Regions from separate parts of the Mus musculus genome. Here region 1 is linked to region 2. The links are chromatin contacts, called in public HiChIP or PLAC-seq maps. All regions are on one chromosome and are shown on one strand. The core of a region is the stretch at or near the end of the contact, and the rest is flanking DNA. Distances in the headings are between cores, read along the strand shown. Region 1 overlaps Rarg (retinoic acid receptor, gamma). Region 2 has its middle 17 kb from the start of Gm52200.

Region 1 (5,986 bases), core at 133-2,632, 900 kb before region 2:
CCTGCCTGCATATCCTGCCCCCCTCCAACCCCCAGCTCCTGCAGGGCAACCGGAAGGGCAGGATGGAGCCGAATTGGCCTGGGGAGGGAGCATGGCTGTAGGCTCTGGGTGGGGCTGGGGCAAACCAGCCTGGAAATAGGAGATTATGTAGCAGAGAGGGAAACTAAGGCACTAATACGTATTCTTAAAGAGAACTGAGCCCATTAAGCTAGGATGAGAGAAGACGCCCATCAGGAGAATCTGAGCCGGGCGTGGTGGCACACGCCTTTAATCCCAGCACTCGGGAGGCAGAGGCAGGCGGATTTCTGAGTTCAAGGCCAGCCTGGTCTACAAAGTGAGTTCCAGGACAGCCAGGGCTATACAGAGAAACCCTGACTCAAAAAACCAAAAAAAAAAAAAAAAAAAAAAAAGAAAGAAAGAAAAGAAAAAACAGGAGGGTCCTGAGGATCCTGATCCTTCTCTTTGCCTCCAACCCCAAGCTGTAAGGAACGATCGAAACAAGAAGAAAAAGGAGGTAAAAGAGGAGGGCTCGCCCGACAGCTATGAACTGAGTCCACAGTTAGAGGAACTCATCACCAAGGTCAGCAAAGCCCACCAGGAGACTTTTCCCTCACTCTGCCAGCTGGGCAAGTACACCACGGTGAGGAGTGGGCAGAGTCTGGGTGAGGGCCTCAGGAACGGGCAGTGGGGAGAGTGCCCAGGGAAGCCTTCACGGCTCACTTCACCCCTGCAGAACTCCAGTGCAGATCACCGGGTGCAGCTGGACCTGGGGCTGTGGGACAAGTTCAGCGAGCTGGCCACCAAATGCATCATCAAGATTGTGGAGTTTGCGAAGCGGCTGCCTGGTTTTACAGGGCTCAGCATTGCCGACCAGATCACGCTGCTCAAGGCTGCTTGTCTGGACATCCTAGTGAGTTAGGCAGATGAGTTCTGGACCACTCTGACCCTTTTCCACCACCACCCCCACCACACCCTTTAGCCCTCTCCTCCACCTAAGCTCTTTTTGTCTTAGCAGTTCCCTCCTGGTTTGCCTAGCCTCCCCTTTCCAATCTCAAGAGTCCCACCTCTCCGCCTTACTCCTCCAGTTCAGGCTTTCCTTACTGGGAACCAAACTCACTTAGGAATCCTTCCTCAGGAGCAGTACTAACCGTTTTCCTTACCCCCACCCTCCAGATGCTGCGGATCTGTACAAGGTATACCCCAGAGCAGGACACTATGACATTCTCGGATGGGCTGACCCTGAACCGAACCCAGATGCACAATGCTGGCTTTGGGCCCCTTACAGACCTCGTCTTTGCCTTTGCCGGGCAGCTGCTGCCCCTGGAGATGGATGACACCGAGACTGGGCTACTTAGTGCTATCTGCCTCATCTGTGGAGGTGCGGGGGCGCCCCCTGGTGTCTACATGGGCTCCCTCTCCCACCAGACTCTATCCAGACCCTATCCCCACTCTGACCAGGTGGCAGGTCGTCTTTTTCCCTGGGAATTGTTCCTACAGACTTCTCAGCTTATGTATAGTCTTTCTGGCTAACCAGGCTAAGGGAAAAAGAAGGAGGCAGAGTCCGGAGAACGCAGAAGCCCTGGATACAGTGCTGAGATAGGAATTTAATGGGAGTGATATTCTAGAGCAGCATCATTGCTGAGGAGTAAACACAGGGCCTTATGTCAGGGGAGCTAACCTGGAGGGCTAAGTGACAGGAGTAAAGAGTGGATGAGATAGCTTTGAGGCCCTCCAAGTAAGGTCTGTCAGGCGTCAGCCGCCTGTCACTGTGTCCTACCGTGCCTCATCCAATCTCCTTGTGTAGACCGAATGGACCTGGAAGAGCCCGAGAAGGTGGACAAGCTGCAGGAGCCCCTGCTGGAAGCCCTGAGGCTCTATGCCCGGCGACGGAGACCCAGCCAACCCTACATGTTCCCAAGGATGCTGATGAAAATCACCGACCTCCGGGGCATCAGCACTAAGGGTTAGTTCTGAGTCAACTCTCTCTCCCTCCCCAGATCTGCAGGTCTCCTGAGTCACACAGGTGGACAGGCACAGGCAGGGGGAGAGAGGAACCGAGAATCCAGCAACCTCCATGGAGTCCTGGTGTGTGTGTGTTTGTGTGTGTTGCTCGGAGAGGAACCTTGTACCATCCATAAACTAGGCAAATGCTATCTGACAACCTAGCTTCCTTTACTTTTTATCATTTATTTATTTATTATATGTAAGTACCCTGTAGCTGTCTTCAGACACACCAGAAGAAGGCATCAGATCTCATTACGGATGGTTGTGAGCCACCATGTGGTTGCTGGGAATTGAATTCAGGACCTCCGGAAGAGCAGTCAGTGCTCTTAACCACTGAGCCATCTCTCCAGCCCTTCCTTTACTTTTTTATGCCTTATTTTTTTTTCTGTCTGGAAACTAAGGCTAAACATTTTTGGTTTTTTTGAAACCGGGTTTCTCGGAGTACCCTTGGCTGTCCTGGAACTCACTCTGTAGACCAGGCTGGTCTCGAACTCAGAGATCCACTTGCCTCTGCCTCCCAAGTGCTGGGATTAAAGGTGTGTGCCACCACTGCCTGGTTAGATATGCTACCTCAGAAGCTTATTGTAAGGACTAAGTGACTACACTACCTTGTATACTTTGAGATGAGATTAAGAGCCATGCATGGTGGGTGGTCCATGCATGTCATTTCAGTATGAGGGAGGCTGAGGCCGGAGGTTTACTTTGAGTTCATGAGTTCAAGGATAGCTGGACATTTCCACCATCACAGTGTAACATCATGAATATTTGATAAACATTGCCATAAACATTATTAAGATCCTGCCTTGCAACAGCTGGAAAGCTCTGGATGTTAAAGTCTGGCTGCCATACTGGGTAACAGAGCTGTACATCTTCAAAAAAATATTTTACAACTAACCCCCAGGAGGTAGAGGCAGGCAGGCATCTGTGAGTTCGAAGCCAGCCTAGTCTTCCAGAACAGCCAAAGCTACACAGAGAAACCCTGTCTTGAAAACAAAAACAAGCCAGGCAGTGGTGGCGCACACCTTTAATCCCAGCACTTGGGAGGCAGAGGCAGGCAGACTTCTGAGTTCAAGGCCAGCCTGGTCTACAGAGTGAGTTCCAGGACAGCCAGGGCTACATAGAGAAACTCTATTTTGAAAAACAACAAAAAAAAAAAAAAAGAAAAAAAAAGAAATATTTTATGTTTATTGATCGATTGATTGATTGTTTGATTGCATATGGGTTGTTCTTGTCATTGCATGATGTAGAGATTGGGGGGGGGTCACTCACTCTGTTTCACATTTTGTGCAGAGGTCAGAAGGCAACTATGTACAGTTGAATCTCTCCTTTCAGCTTTATATAGGTTCTTGGATCAAAGTCAGGTTGTCAGGCTTGTACTTGTGTCAGCACATTGTACACTGAGCCGTCTGCCATCTCACAGACCCACAGTTTTGAAAGGATGTTGAACATGGTGGTGCATGCCTTTGATCTAAGCACCCAGGAGGCAGAGGCAGGGGTGGGGGTTGGCGGGGATCTCTGTGAGTTCAAGACCAGCATGGTTTACACAGTGAGTCCCAGGACAACCGGGACTACACTGAGAAGCCCTGCTTTAAAAAACAAACAAACCAGAAAACAAAACAACAACAACAACAACAACAACAAAAAAAGGAAGGAAGGAAGAAAAGATACCAAAAGGGCTGGAGAGATGGCTCAGGTGCTAAGAGCACTGGCATTTCTTCTGGAGGTCATGAGTTCAATTCCCAGCACCCTTATGGTGGCTCACAACCATCTATCACTGTAGCCCCATGGGATCCAGTACCCTCTTCAGTGTGCACACATACATGTACACAAGACACCCATATATATAAGTAAATAAATCCATAAAAAGACACCCTGAGAGTTGGGCACATAGTTGTAACACATAGAAAGAAGAGGCAGGAGGATTGCTGCAAGTTCAAGTTCAAGGCTGGGCCAGAGTAATATAGCAAGATTCCATCTTAAAAAAAAATCTGTTCTTGGGCTGGAGAGATGGCTCAGCAGTTAAGAGCACTGACTGCTCTTCCAGAGGTCCTGAGTTCAATTCCCAGCAACCACATGGTGGCTCACAACCAACTGTAATGGGATCTGATGCCTTCTTCTGGTGTGTCTGAAGACAGTGACAGTGTACTTACATATAAATAAATCTTTTTAAAAAAAGGAAAAAGGAAAAAAGAAAGGAAGAATGGGACAAGAAATGAAGCTGCATGCTTTAGACTGTACCTCTGACCCCCAAGAATGGCTGCAGGTTTTGGGTCACATGACAGAGGTCTGAGCTAGCCAGGGCTCCTGTCTCTAAAAACAGCAAAGAGGAAGCTTGAAAAATGGAGACAGGCAGTGCAGGTTAGGTGAAGTTCAAGGCAGGGCTGGAGCACCTAGGGAGCACCACAGGAGAAGGGAGAGGGTGAAGTCAGTACCCAGAAGTGACAGGTCTGAGCTAGGAGCACCTGGGAGGACCTGCACCCATGCGTTTCTGATCCTCTGCGCACTTCTGCTCTCCCAATCCTCTTCGTGTCTCTCTGTAGGAGCAGAAAGGGCTATAACCCTGAAGATGGAGATTCCAGGCCCGATGCCACCCCTGATCCGAGAGATGCTGGAGAACCCGGAGATGTTTGAGGACGACTCCTCGAAGCCTGGCCCCCACCCCAAGGCTTCCAGTGAGGACGAAGCTCCAGGGGGCCAGGGCAAAAGGGGCCAAAGTCCCCAACCTGACCAGGGGCCCTGACCTACCCCGTTGTGGGGTTGGGCCCCAGGCAGCAGACTGACCATTTCCCAGATACCGCCAGTGACTGGGGGAGGACCTGCCCCGCCCACTCTCCACCCTTTTAATGAGCTCGTTATTTTGCCAAAGTTTCTAGGGGTGCCTGTGTTCATCCCTGTCCTGTTCTAACTGGCTCCCTCTACAGTCCCGCGGGACTGCTGCACACCTACCAGAAGAGCTGGAGAAGGGGCGAGCCTGGGTCTAGACTCTAAAATCTCAGCACTGCCTTTCGGATTCAGGCCACAGGCTCCCGACGCAAGAGGAAGCCCCGCCTTCCCATAGCCTTTTCCTCTGCCAGGTGCTTGGGCCTCTGGGAGCAAACAGGAACACTAGAGACCAAAAGGGGGGCCCCCCCCGAGGGAGGGCTGAGCCCACCCTTGTGCCCCACCCTGAGCGCCTGACTCTGTGTGATGAATCTGCCGCGCTCAGTGCCCCCGGTGCCCCATCCTAATCCTCCTGCCGGGTGTAGGGGCAGGCTGGGGCCTGCGTTTCTAGGGTGGGGCCTGAGGGGGAAGGGAGAATGTGAGCCCGAGCCCGTCTGTACCTCTGCTGAAGTACAGCACTCATCCTGGGCCCTCCATTATATAAGCCTCTCCCTTACTTCTGTCTCGTGCCTTGGCCTCCCGCCCTCATCTCAGCCATCAGGCAGGGCCCTCCTACACTACAGAGGGGCCAGGGGTCCCTCTCCTAGTGCCTTCTACCCTTGATCCCCCCAGAGCAGCTTGGCCCCGGGGAGGGGAGATGCTGCTTAGCTGATCCCACCTTGACCCAGAGGAAGCCTCTATTTATTTATTAGCTTTTGTTTACACCCTGGAAATGACCCCTTCCTCCAGGGGTCTTGGGAGGGGGAGCCCAGGGCCTCTGTGACCCCTTCCTTTCTTTCCCCAAGCCCCCAGTTTATATTTAGCTGCCAAATAAGATTCCTGCAGGCTCCCCCATTTCTCTGGGGGGTTAGGGTGCTGTCCCCTCCCCTCTGTTTACATCTCCTACCCCGCTGTTCGCATATTGCTGAGTTTTCTATTTTTGCAAAATAAAGTGATGGAAACTCAATCCGGGTGTGGATCCCTCTAAAGTTGGAGAGGTGACCTGCAGACCTGGAGGAGGAACTGGGCCCAGTGGTGGAGCTGCTAACGAACTTTGTAGTTTTCTTGGGGAAGCAGAATACTGATGTGGCAAGGGAGGGCTACAAGCCACCCGAGCCACCCT
Region 2 (6,021 bases), core at 658-3,157:
GTTGGCCAGGTACAGCACAAATGTTCTGTGACTGACAGAACACATCCCAGGCCTGTTTGTGACAGGATTGGAAAGGGACAAGAATGGTCCCTATCTATGATTTGAAACACTGTGGCCTCAACCTAGGTATACACGTGACCAGGAGCACGCACACACTGGGGGCACTTGTGTGTTTCCACTGTTTATTGAGGCTGCTTAGCTACCGCTGTGCTTAGAGCCCATGAAGCCCAACCCTCTGGTGCCTGTTGGGACAGGACCTGGCTGGATTCTAGCATTCCTGCTGCCTCCACTTCCTCTTGGTCACAGACAAGGAGTGCAAACTAGACAGCTTAGGGATCATTTAATCCCTAGGCCACAAAAGGCTTTACTTTGATACATTGTGGCCTTGGCGTGAGACTTGGGGAGCCTAGGATACATTGTGGCCTTGGTGTGAGACTTGGGGAGCATAGGGTTCTCCTGAGGACTCTACGGCCTGCTCACCCCCTCCCTGTTTGCACAAGCTGCATATGCTAAGACCATAGCTCTGTTGAAGCAAAGCTCTGGGGTCCAAGCACATATCCTCCCAATACCCTATGGCCTATGGCAGAGGAAAGGAGTTCTTTGTCCTGTGTCAAGAGGAAAAGGACCATGGTTCATGTGCTGACACAGAGCCACAGAGCCATCAAGCCAGTCACAAGGTCTATGGGGCTTCAAGGCCACCCCCTGGAGGCTTTATATCAGTCACAACACTCCCAACACACCAGGTCCCAAATGACTTGTCGGAGACCCTCCCCTAATGCTCTGACAGGCATGATGGCATGCCCAGCACCTCTTCATCTGTCCTCTGAAGTAAACGGACCACAAGATAGCCAGTACTACCCTCATTGGTCCATCTCCCTCTATAAATGAGCAAGGCCACCTCACCTTAACTGGGCAACCTCACCTTAACTCTAGGGCACAGCCCTCCTTCGAGGGGTGACATCCCAGAACCATGAGTGTACCCTGCCTGCTCATCTTAAGAGAGAATCTGAAGGCCAGGCAGAGAAAGGGCCTAAGCCACACAGCTTAGAAGCAGTAGAAGCAGGCTGACCAAACCCCATTAGCAGACAAAGGTAGACCTCTCCCTCTGAGCTTTGTTAAGTACACTGCCCAGCTGGTGAAATGGGAGAAAAATGGGGAGAGGGGCCATGTACCCTAAATTCATGGAACTCCCTCTCCTGGAAGGAGCAGCTCTCCAGGGCCAACCTGAGAAATAACAGAGTCCCTTCTGGAACTTCCCAGCAGGTTGGTGGATCAGGGGGAAGCATTATCGCAGCCAGCCATGGATCTGGGTAATGACATTACACCTGCCTACCATGGGAGACAGAAATAGGGAACAGTACTGGCACAGGATCTAGTTCAGGCCCCTACCTGGAGGAACTCCAGCCTCAGTTTACCCAGCTGTCAAATGAAGATAACATTTGTGCTCCCCTCTGGCCACCACACTATGCTACCTAAGATTGCTCTTTAGTTTGAGTCTCTACCTCCAAAGGCCTGGTGGGTGCCTGCCCATAGCCACTCTGGCTCAGCCCTGCAGGCCAAGAGCAGAGAAAAGCAGGGGCCTGGGTAAGCATTCCTCAGGCCCCTCTAGCCTGCTCCCAGCTTCCTTTTAGAGCCTCCAGATAGGAAAGGCCAGACCAGCTTACCAGCACAGACCAAGGTTTCTGTTTCAATACAGTCCAGTTCTCTACCCCCAGCCTGAAAACCACAGCCCACGGAAGGAAGGAGGATTAAGACACTACGAAAGGACCCTTTGTAAGGAGCTGAGCATGGACGGAAGCACAGACAAGCCTTTTTTCTCCTGATTAGCACAACCGCAGCCAGGATCGTGACCCTCTTAACAGGAAGAAACTGAGGCCGGAAATATGGGAGGCTTCAAAAGCAGTAAGGGCATGACTCATGCCTCCAGGATTCCTTCCCATAGAGAAGCCACCAACTAAAACAGTGAGCCAGAGACCCTGACAGAGTCGGGGTGCTAAGCCTCAGGTACCCCTGTGGGGGCATGGCAGAGGGCAGGTCCCGGGGCGGAGCTTGCAACCTCTGTTCCTGTAGACACCTGGTATCCACCTGCGGTGGTCCGCGTGCCTGGGCAGGGAGGCTGCTCAGGGCGGCCCAGACTGGGCAAGATGGGACGGGACAGGACGGGACTGGACGCGACGCGGGCGGTGCCGCCACATCTGAGCACAGCATTCCAGGGCACCGCGCCCGGGACAAGGAAGGAGCTTCCCAAAGCTGAAATGGAACCTCCCCTTGCAGGCTGCTATGGACCTGAGAGTCTCAGCACAAGAAGGAGGATGCTACCTGTACCCCAGTCCCAGAGAGCCTCCCCTGGTCCCACCACCCTCATCAATCACTCATTAGACAGTTCCTGCTGGTCGGGAGGTGGGAAGGATGAATACAGGAGCTTACAAAGGCATTCCTTGACCTCTACCCTCTTACCTGCCAAGGTTCTTAGTCTCCACCCTCACTGCCCCCTACTCACCCACCACACTAGCCACGATGTCTCCACTACCCTACTATGGCTCAGGGAAACCTTTTGCCCAGGAGGCGGCCAGTACTGATCCCTGACCCTCATCCACTTCAAACTCACTAGTGAGGCTCCTCCTTCCCCCACCCTCACACACAACCCTGACAGGTCTTCCCCATAGGTCCTTTGGGTCCTGGCCCTAGACCCTCCAACACCTCTCAGATAAGCAGATCCAAACTCTGTGTGAACAAAGAGAACTTTATAAGCGATCAGCCAGCACCTCAGCCCTGGGCCTTCCCAGTTTCCCATTCACACACACAGAGGTCTACATATTCTCCCATGCATGTGTGCATGGATACACACATACACACACACACACACACACACACCCTTGATATCCCCCAATCCTGTGGCCTTGGTTCTCATGGGTTTCTTACCCCCATCCCCCATCCCTCTACCCCACCCACCCTTCCACCCCCACCTCCCACCCAACCCCCGACATCTGGCAACTGTATTTCAAAATGCTGAGCAATCTAGGCCAGCAAGATGGAGCCTCAAGTCCTAAAGCCCATGGTGGGAGGAAAAAACAACTCCCAAAATGTATCTCCTGAGCTACATACACACACACACTAACAATAACAACAATGATAAATATAATAGAAATCTTTTAATTTAAAAAAGGGAGAGGCTGGGCTGGAGAGATGGCTCAGTGGTTAAGAGCACTGAGTGCTCTTCCGAAGGTCCTGAGTTCAAGTCCCAGCAACCACATGGTGGCTCACAACCATTCGTAATGGGATCTGATGCCCTCTTCTGGTGTGTCTGAAGACAGCTACAGTGTACTTAGATATAATAATAAATAAATAAATCTCTTTTTTTAAGTGGGGAGGAGCTGGAGAGGTACCTCAATGGTTAAAAACATTTGTTGCTCTTACAGAAGACCCATGCCTGGCTCCCAACACCCATATGGTGGCTCATAACTAACTTTAGTTCCAAGGGACTCAAGGTCCTCTTCTGACTTTCATGGGCACTAGCCACACACACGGTGTACATACCTACTACAGGCAAAGCATTCATACAAGCCAATCTTTTTTTTTTTTTAAGTCAGTCAGCTATTCCCTAGCCAAAGCCTCCCCTTTGCTGACACAGCGCTGTGCTCAGGGAGGTTCCTAGGGCTACAGATGCTGAGGAAGCAGCACAGATTCTAATCCCAGGCACTGTGTGCTGCTGTGTGACACACCATGTGTCCGCGTACGGCCCTAACCAGAGGTGGTGACATCAGCCATTGCTAAAGACCACGCCAGACATGGACTCTGTTCACACATGTGCTCACCTGCCACAGTGTTTGTATACAGTAAGTGCTCACTAACTGTGCACGTGGATCATTGTTCACAGACTGTGACCCTTCTCTCTCTCTCTCTCTCTCTCTCTCTCTCTCTCTCTCTCTCTCTCTCTCTCTCTCCCTCTCTCTCTCTCTCTCAGTCTTCCTCTGAGCCTAAGCCCTAAGAGAAGCCATACAATATGCCACTCATGCCTTGACATTTTTGGCTTCTAGAATGTTCTAAGTGTACTTTGTCCAGGGCCAGAGATGCTCATTCTGAGGATGCATCCTGAGTTCTCCTCTTTCTTCTAATTCTTCAAGGCCTATAGGTACCTCTGTAGCCAGCAGAGAAACACAGGCCAGGCTCTTGTGTAACCAGATGCCCCATTTATAATAGGCTGACCCAGATGTCCCAGTGTGTTGCAGATATGGTGTCTGCTTTGGAATATATAACATCAGAAAGAGTCAACTGGTCATGCTTGTTAGTGTGTGTCTGAAGGGCTGCAGGGTTAGGAGGCTGGGGACTGGGAAATGAACGGAGCCAGGACCAGACCTGAGCCAAGACCAGACTACCAGGACTTGGTTCACACATCAAGCTTCCCACCAGAATGACCAAGATGAGGATGTGAGCTCCCAGTGGTGGGGACTATTCAGCTTTTGTATACACTAACATCAGACGCTGTAATGAGGCCGTGGGCATCAGGCTAGCAGGGGACTCAAATGGGATGCCAGGCATCAACAGAGATGCTGAGTCAAGAGGAGACTGTGGGCAGCAGGCAGCACACCTGAAGAGCAGAGCCATGAAGGCAGAAAGCTCATGGTCCAGCAGGCTGGGGAAGGAGATAAAAGAGTGGTCCCAGTAAGCGCAGAATGGGATCAAGTGATTCCCCAAGCCACGGGGATGGGCCCAGGGAGAAAAGGCACCTGTAAGCCGACCTCCAGTGCACTGTGTCCTGAAGCACCAGGCAGCCCATCCTCTAGAGCAATGGTTCTCAACCTGTGGGTCGTGACCCTATCACAGGGGGAGCCTAAAATCATCAGAAAACACAGATGTCTACATTGTGATTCGTAACAGTAGCAAGATTAAGAAGTAGCAACAAAAGTAGCTTTGTGATTGAGGGTCACCACAACACGAGGAACTGTGTTACATGGTTGCAGAATCAGGAAGTTCTTGAAAACCACTGCTTAGAGGCAGAGGCTTGAAATGGCGAGATTAGAGCTTGGCATTAGGCAGAACTGCCTGCTTGAATTATCTAATTTATAAAACTACAAGACACAGGGAAGGGTCCCTGAGCCCCAAAGCTTGTGGTAGTTATGAGCACAGGAGCTTGGTCCCTTCTGCTCCATGCAGAGAGGGCTGGAGAAGGGAGAAGGTGGCTCTGCGCATTAGACACATTCACATATTCTGCTTGTCTCCACACAAAGCCACCCTGCAAAAATCTCAGTAAGCAAGGTCCTCAGAGTGAACAAGTTAAGAGGCAGGGAAGCTGAGGTAAGGGAGAGGGGACCTAAACAATCATAGAGGGTACAGTAAGAGGCACTAGACTCCAGGGCAAGGAGTTAGGGGAGGTGTGACCTAGACTCTGAGTTCCCAGCTGTCTCCAGCTCCTGGGAAATTACACCCACCCTCACTTTCCCACAGCTGTTTCCAGGGCCTCCTTGTCTGTCAGCAGAGCTGCCGTGAGACTGCTATTAAAGCCCTTTCCAGAGAGTCCTGTGCTAAGACTGCTTCAAAAAGCAAAGCAAATCCTGCCCCCAAAGCCCCTGGTATTACAGAGTCCTACTTTTCATCTCTCAGGCCCAACCTTGGAGGGTGCCCCTAGTACACACAGGCCAGGGCACAGGATGAGGCAGAACTCTCTGCACCAAGGACTGGATGAGTAGGTAGTGGTGATCTGGGAATTTGGAGAAGCCAACCTCCCAAGGAGAAGCTGGGAGAGAGCCAGAAAGTGGGGAGGGGGGGTGCAGGTAGCAGATCAGGAAGACAAGAAGCTATGCCCAGTATAACTCAGGCCAGGTCCCTGCCGAGCCCTCCTCCTATGAACCTCAGACAAGAGAGACCAGAGAGCACCAGCACGGAGGGAGCATCAACAGGGAGGGAGCACAAACATGGAGGGAGCACCAGCAGGGAGGGAGCACCAGCAGGGAGGGAGCACCAGCCTAGCTGCCATGGCCTGAGGCTGTGAGAGAGCAGTGAAGGTAACCTAGCCATCCACTC

Evidence for each region. HiChIP or PLAC-seq counts read pairs in DNA pulled down with a chosen protein or histone mark.
Region 1: an HNF4G HiChIP or PLAC-seq map of pancreatic cancer cells shows a contact between it and region 2. The contact joins two enhancer-like sites. A contact is called at or near these places in 2 of 115 datasets of contacts at active chromatin or transcription factors (T-cell acute lymphoblastic leukemia and pancreatic cancer cells).

The regions. Positions count from the first base shown.
Region 1 is chr15:102,234,782-102,240,767 of GRCm38.p6, reverse strand. Rarg (retinoic acid receptor, gamma) reads left to right here. Exons shown (of 10, transcript NM_011244.4): 6 at 480-640; 7 at 734-910; 8 at 1,174-1,378; 9 at 1,805-1,963; 10 at 4,545-5,830. The coding sequence ends at 4,744. Among named protein-coding and RNA genes, the nearest start is that of Itgb7, 5.8 kb to the right of the region's middle. Within about 2 kb of position 1,382, at least 40 of the 459 cell types and tissues checked have an H3K27ac peak or open chromatin away from gene starts, as enhancers often do. A contact at or near this core is called in pancreatic cancer cells, where this site is marked.
Region 2 is chr15:101,332,782-101,338,802 of GRCm38.p6, reverse strand. No RefSeq gene overlaps it. Among named protein-coding and RNA genes, the nearest start is that of Gm52200, 17 kb to the right of the region's middle. Within about 2 kb of position 1,907, at least 94 of the 459 cell types and tissues checked have an H3K27ac peak or open chromatin away from gene starts, as enhancers often do. A contact at or near this core is called in pancreatic cancer cells, where this site is marked.